Regions from separate parts of the Rattus norvegicus genome. Here region 1 is linked to region 2. The links are chromatin contacts, called in public Hi-C maps. All regions are on one chromosome and are shown on one strand. Each heading gives the region's core, a stretch centred on a gene start, on an enhancer-like site or on the middle of the called end of the contact. The rest is flanking DNA. Distances are from core to core; before and after follow the strand shown.

Region 1 (2,700 bases), core at 115-2,614, 59 kb before region 2:
AGATGAGTTTGCCCAACTGTAGAGTTTTGTACATATTTAAGGTAAGCTGGGCTAAGCTATAATGCTCTGTAGGTAACATGTAACAAATACAGTTTTTCAATATACAGAATTCTTTGCTTGCAGTGGTTAACTGGGACAGAATCCATTTTAGTAGAGGAACTTTTACGTGTATTCAGTATTTCCTTTCAGGTATTTCCCACTAGTTCTCTTTCTCCGTAGCCCTTTCTGGTATACTACCACTGGCTTAGACAGGAGAGGAAGAAAAATTCCTAGAAGTCTAACACATACATACACACACACACACACACACACACACACACACACACACACACACGTGCGCGCGCTAGGCACAGTGACACAAACCTGTGGTTCTAGCATTCATGGGTTCCAGAGGCACAAGCAAAAGGACCACTCCAAGTTTGGACTACATAGTGAATTCCAGGCCAGCCAAGGCTACACAGTAGGACTGCCTTCCCTCACTGCCCCACCCCCCCAAAAAACCCAAAACAAGTGACAGAAAAGAATGAATGAGTGATGTAGCAGCCGTGGGGAGAGATGTGGCTCTCAGGGCACACTCAGGGTGGTGTGACCGTAGACATAGGAGCCACAAGAACATGGCATTGGAGGGAAGGAAACAACGGGTTATGAGGGCAATGAGACAGAACAGGCCGTCAAGATCTGTCCGCGAATTCTGAACGTGACCCTCCATTCAGACAAACAGTGATTCAGTTCTGCTTTATTTAGGAAAAGGAATCCTTTATGCCTGAATAGAAAATGCTAGAAGCCTGAAGGCCGGCTAAGTGGCACCTGTATATGTCCAGGAAGGAAGAGACCTGTAAGCTAAGACACCAATGGGGAAGTCTTGTGCCACTAAGAACAAACTGGCATCCGTCCTTGGACCCTGACAGCTCTAGGGTAGTTCCCTCACTCCCCAGGTATAAAGGCCAATCAGCCTGGGAGAAGGCCACCTATTCACACCCAAGAGCTTGTGGTCCATTCTTCTTACCAGCCTATCACTTCCTGCTACGGAGTTAGTTCCTGCCTCAGTTTTCCCTCCCAGAAACAGAGTGCAGTGTTGTCTGTAGCTCACAGAAGGGCTACAAGCATAAAACACGAAGTAAGGTCAAAGGGAAAGTTGCCAGCGAAAAGTCAGGCTCCAGCAGAAGGCAGCTTGTGTGGTGTGCAGCAAAAGCAGGCTCTTTACAGGCTAATTCTGAGATGATCACCTCCGCAAAGTGCTTCGGACCTTGTTAAAAATCATAGTACAGCAACTTGTCGCCGCTCAGCTAAGTTTACCCTCCGTGCTTCAATGAGACAGACTTAGGTACGATGAGGTAAGCTAGGTGAGGTAAGAAGCAGCTGGAGGCCTTCCCCACAGAGGTGGGGCTGAGGAACAAAGGTAGGAAGTTGAGTCATAGCAGGACTCTGGACAAAGGGCAGCCGTCCCATTGCCTCCCATTACCGGGAACTGTGGCTGAAATCTTGAGTGGAACAACCCCAGAGGCTCTACAATAGAGTCTTTCTACAATCCTTCTCCCTGGGGGCTACTCTCGGACAAGATGCTATCCCTATATTGTCAGGCATGACAGAGTCACCACTGCAAATGCTCCACATCCGAGCAGGGTACAGGAGATAAACTCTGATAAAACAGAAAACTCAAGTAACTAGGGCTCTTGTTCTGTATCTGCTGTAGGGAACACAGACGATCCAGGAGCAGGTCAATATCAGCGTGTGATTAAGAACAGCTGGTACTTCAGAGACGTTCCCACAAGCCAGACCCTATCTCCTCCAGCCTCTGTGGTAACAATTACTATGATTTTCATTCTTGTGGCGTGGTTCCATTTTGCAGATGGAGAAACTGAAGCGTGAAGAGGTGAAATAACTTGATGAGATCCTCAATACCCAGGAGAGCCGGGTCTCCATTCCAACTCAGTTGGGTCTGACTTCCCGATCTGGCAGAGAATGGCAATGTCCAAATACTGCCACCCTTCTGTTCTAAAGCAGCAGGGACAGTGTAGGAGCCCTGTCTACACTGGGAGGGATTTTAATTCTGCCTCCCAGCTTTCCTGGATGTCCTAAAACCAATAGGATATACTTCTTCAAGTAGAAAGACATAGTAGAAGTGGTCCCACTCCCCCTTCCTTTAGCCCCTCCTCTTAGAGGGAGCCCCTGGGAGATAACACTCACTCAACCTGATTATTGAGCATGCCCAGTGAGGCCCAGCCTGGATCAGCTCAAGAAGAGAAACTAGATGAACCCACAGAAAGGCTGAGAGTCAGGCAGGCTGCCAAGACACTCCACTGGAATCAGCTGTTGGCTACCTAGTGGTTTGATTAAGAAATGTTGGTTAATATTGCAAGTACAATTAAAAATGAATCAGGCGCACTCAGAAAACCAGCTCCTATAGAACTCTTCTAAGAAATTATTAGACAAGGCAAAAAGCTTTGCCAGTTTCCAATTAGTCAGCAGAAGGCACCTGGACCTGCAATTAAGCCTTCCTCGGAGGGGAAGAACTCCGAAGCTGCCCTGTGCAGTCCCACGGATGGGAGTAGACAAATGCCATGGCATATGCCTGGAAACTTCCTTCCCGAGGCCTTCTAGACAGCCTTTATGGCTTCTAGAAGGTATGCTAAGAACTTCGTCGATGCGTGCTGTTCGAGTGGCTTTAAAATAAGTAGCACTTCCTGGACATTGGCAAAC
Region 2 (2,700 bases), core at 199-2,698:
AGGCGTGCAGGCAGGCAAAACTGTCAAACAGGTCCCAGCCACCAGAAATGACGAACGAGAAAACCAAACATCGGGAGGTACGAAACTTTTTTTTTTTTAAAGGAAGAAAATGTCGGGTGATTAAAGGCCCTGCCGTTGTTCACCCTGCCCCCCTCGTACCCAGCAGAAACCAAAAAGGCTAGGGCTGCAGAACCAACGCCTGGGAAACTGCTGGTCACTTTAACTGCAGCACCTGCCGTGTGACCCGGGAGCAGACGCTCCTGTTGCACCTGTTTCCAATCCTGACCGCCCCCTACCTTCCACCACACACGTTCACATGCTGACCTTGGGGGGGAAAAAAAAAAAAACCTGCACTCCAGTCCTGGTCAATAATTACTCCAACCTTCCCCTGTCTGATAACCCAGGGGCTGCTTCAAAACGCCTATTGTGGGCAAATTAAGTATGGGCTTCCTGGGGCTGAGAAGAGCGATTGCAACATTCCGCTTGCACTTGCAGGTCTTGCAGAGGACCCGGTTCTATTCCCAGCACCCAAAAGGAGGCTCGCGACCACCTGTAACTCCATTTCCAGGGGCTCTGACGCCCTCTTCTGGCCTTAGGTGGACTTACAGACATGTAGGCACACAAATCATTAAAAAGAATTTTATATGTGTATACATATACCATTTTTTTTAAGAATGTACTTCCTTGCGATTATTAGAAATGACGTCTCTCTACCCACTACCCTCACCTCTCCTTCAGGCTCTGCGCCCTTCCCACCCAGGGGCTCCTTGTCCCTCTCCTCTCCCAAGTTTAGGGTCCCTCTGGTTGCCTCACGCCGGAAGAAAGGCAAACCAAGGGACGCTCTCGCACTGCAGAGAACCTGGAACCGGGACCAAGCAAGAGAAAATGGGGTCGCAAGTCAGATGCTTCAGAGGAAGCTGGTGTCCTATCTGGTGTCCTATCCCGGCTACCAGCGGGCTAAGACGCCTCTTTGGTTCCAGGTTCTCAGCAGGAGATCTAGACTAGGAGAGGACACGGAGGGAAGGGAAGCGTGGGGCGGTGCTGCGCCGCTGTCAGGAGGGACTCTGTGGGGCGGCGAGTCGGTGCGGCGCGCTCCCGGAACACCCAAACTTTCTCTGCCACCCAACTTAGGGGTGCCGGGGACCGGGGCCACACAGACGCTGGCAGGGGCGTCCAGCACCGGTGGAGAAGGTGGCCCGGGGCGCGCAGCGCCGCACCTGTGCCCCGGGGCTGCGCCGGGCCCGCACTCACCCGGCTGTAGAGCTCGCTGTACGACATGACCCCGCGGGCCGGGCCGGAGCCCCGGGTGCTTCGCGGGACGCTGGATCCGGGCTGAGCGCCGAGGCCCGGCTCCTCGCTCCCCGCGCGATCTCCGTGCACCTCTGGCGCAGTCTTCCCGGGTCGGTCCCAGTTCCTCCGCGCCCCTTTCTCGGGTGGACCGACCCGCTGGCGCCGACGCTCGCTCGCACCCGCCCGTGCGACCTTTACTCCCAGGGCGGCGGCAGCGCTGGTGCGGCGACCGGGAGTGACGGGAGGGCGGGGAGAAGGCGCGCCGCACTCCAGGCTCAGGTATGGGGAGGTGACGCGGACGCCGGGCGAGGAAGGGACGCCCCGCGCCTGCCCGCGGGCGGTCGCCGCCGCCTTTAAGCCCTCCGCGCCCCCGCCGCCACCGGGTCCTGGGGCGGGGGGCGGGGCCGGCGAGGAGCGGCGCCCGGGAGCCGGAGCGCTCCGCCCCCTGCTGGCTGCGGGGCGAACGCCACACAGGTGCGGGCCGGGTGTCGCACCTGCCGCACCGCGCCGCCGGAACACCTGGGCAGAGGTGGGCAGCAGTGCCATGGTGACCTTAAAAGTGGGAAGAAAAGTAACTCAAGCGTTAGCAAGAACGCTACCTGCGACTGGAAGGTCCTGCCTATACTTTTTCCTCTCGGTTTTATACGTTTATATGGAACTTTTTTTCCATTGATAAAACCTAGTTATGGCCTGGCGGTGTTGGCGCACGCCTTCCATTCCAGGAGCAGGCAGAAGAGGCTGAGGTCTGTGAGTTCTTGGCCAGCCTGGTCTATAAAGTGAGTTCCAGGACAGCCGGGGCTACAGAGAGAAACCCTGACTCAAAAAAAAAAAAAAAAGCAAACAAACAAACAAACAAGTCTAAGTGCCACAGTTCGTTATTAAGGTAATTTTGATGCACACTAAAGATCCTCCTCACCCAAATGAACTCCCTGCACAGACAACTCGATCAGGAAAGTATGCTCTTCAGCGGGAATATTATAGTTTCACCCACAGTCTCCTATTGGACCCCAGGATCCCCCTCTCAGAAGGTGGGAACTCTCGAGTTCTCTTGGCTCTGCTGCCTCATACTCTGGGCCCCTCTGCCTTTGCTACTTCATTCGTATTGTCAAAAGCCTTGCTTTGGGCTGTCCCTAGCAGCTTCTTACTTCTTTTTCCATCTTCCAAGAAACGTAGGCATCCTATCCCCAAAGGGAAAAGAATTGTCAGAAGCGGACGGAGCAAGAGAACAGAGGTAAAGGACACTGCCTTGGGCTTTGAACCATAGCAACTGGCCCTGAGTGTGGCTTTCAGCCAGAAGGTACACACCTACACCAGCAGGGATGGGTTTCCCTGCATGTTCTGAAACCCTTTCCCCAGAAGGTAACACCCAAATGAATTCTACAGATTAGTTAATAAGAGACGAGGGCTTAA

The links. A called contact is a pair of places that touch in the nucleus more often than the background predicts.
Region 1: a contact with region 2 is called in a Hi-C map of liver, with 3 times the contacts expected there. The contact joins the enhancer-like site here to the promoter of Myo5b in region 2. A contact is called at or near these places in 2 of 12 Hi-C or Micro-C datasets (liver and mammary epithelial cells).

Annotation. Positions count from the first base shown.
Region 1 is chr18:70,371,710-70,374,409 of GRCr8, reverse strand. All of the region lies in intron 1 of Myo5b (myosin Vb), which reads right to left. Among named protein-coding and RNA genes, the nearest start is that of Myo5b, 59 kb to the right of the region's middle. Within about 2 kb of position 1,364, at least 5 of the 93 cell types and tissues checked have an H3K27ac peak or open chromatin away from gene starts, as enhancers often do. A contact at or near this core is called in liver, where this site is marked.
Region 2 is chr18:70,312,724-70,315,423 of GRCr8, reverse strand. Myo5b (myosin Vb) reads right to left here and starts at 1,448. Exons shown (of 40, transcript NM_017083.2): 1 at 1,252-1,448. The coding sequence starts at 1,278.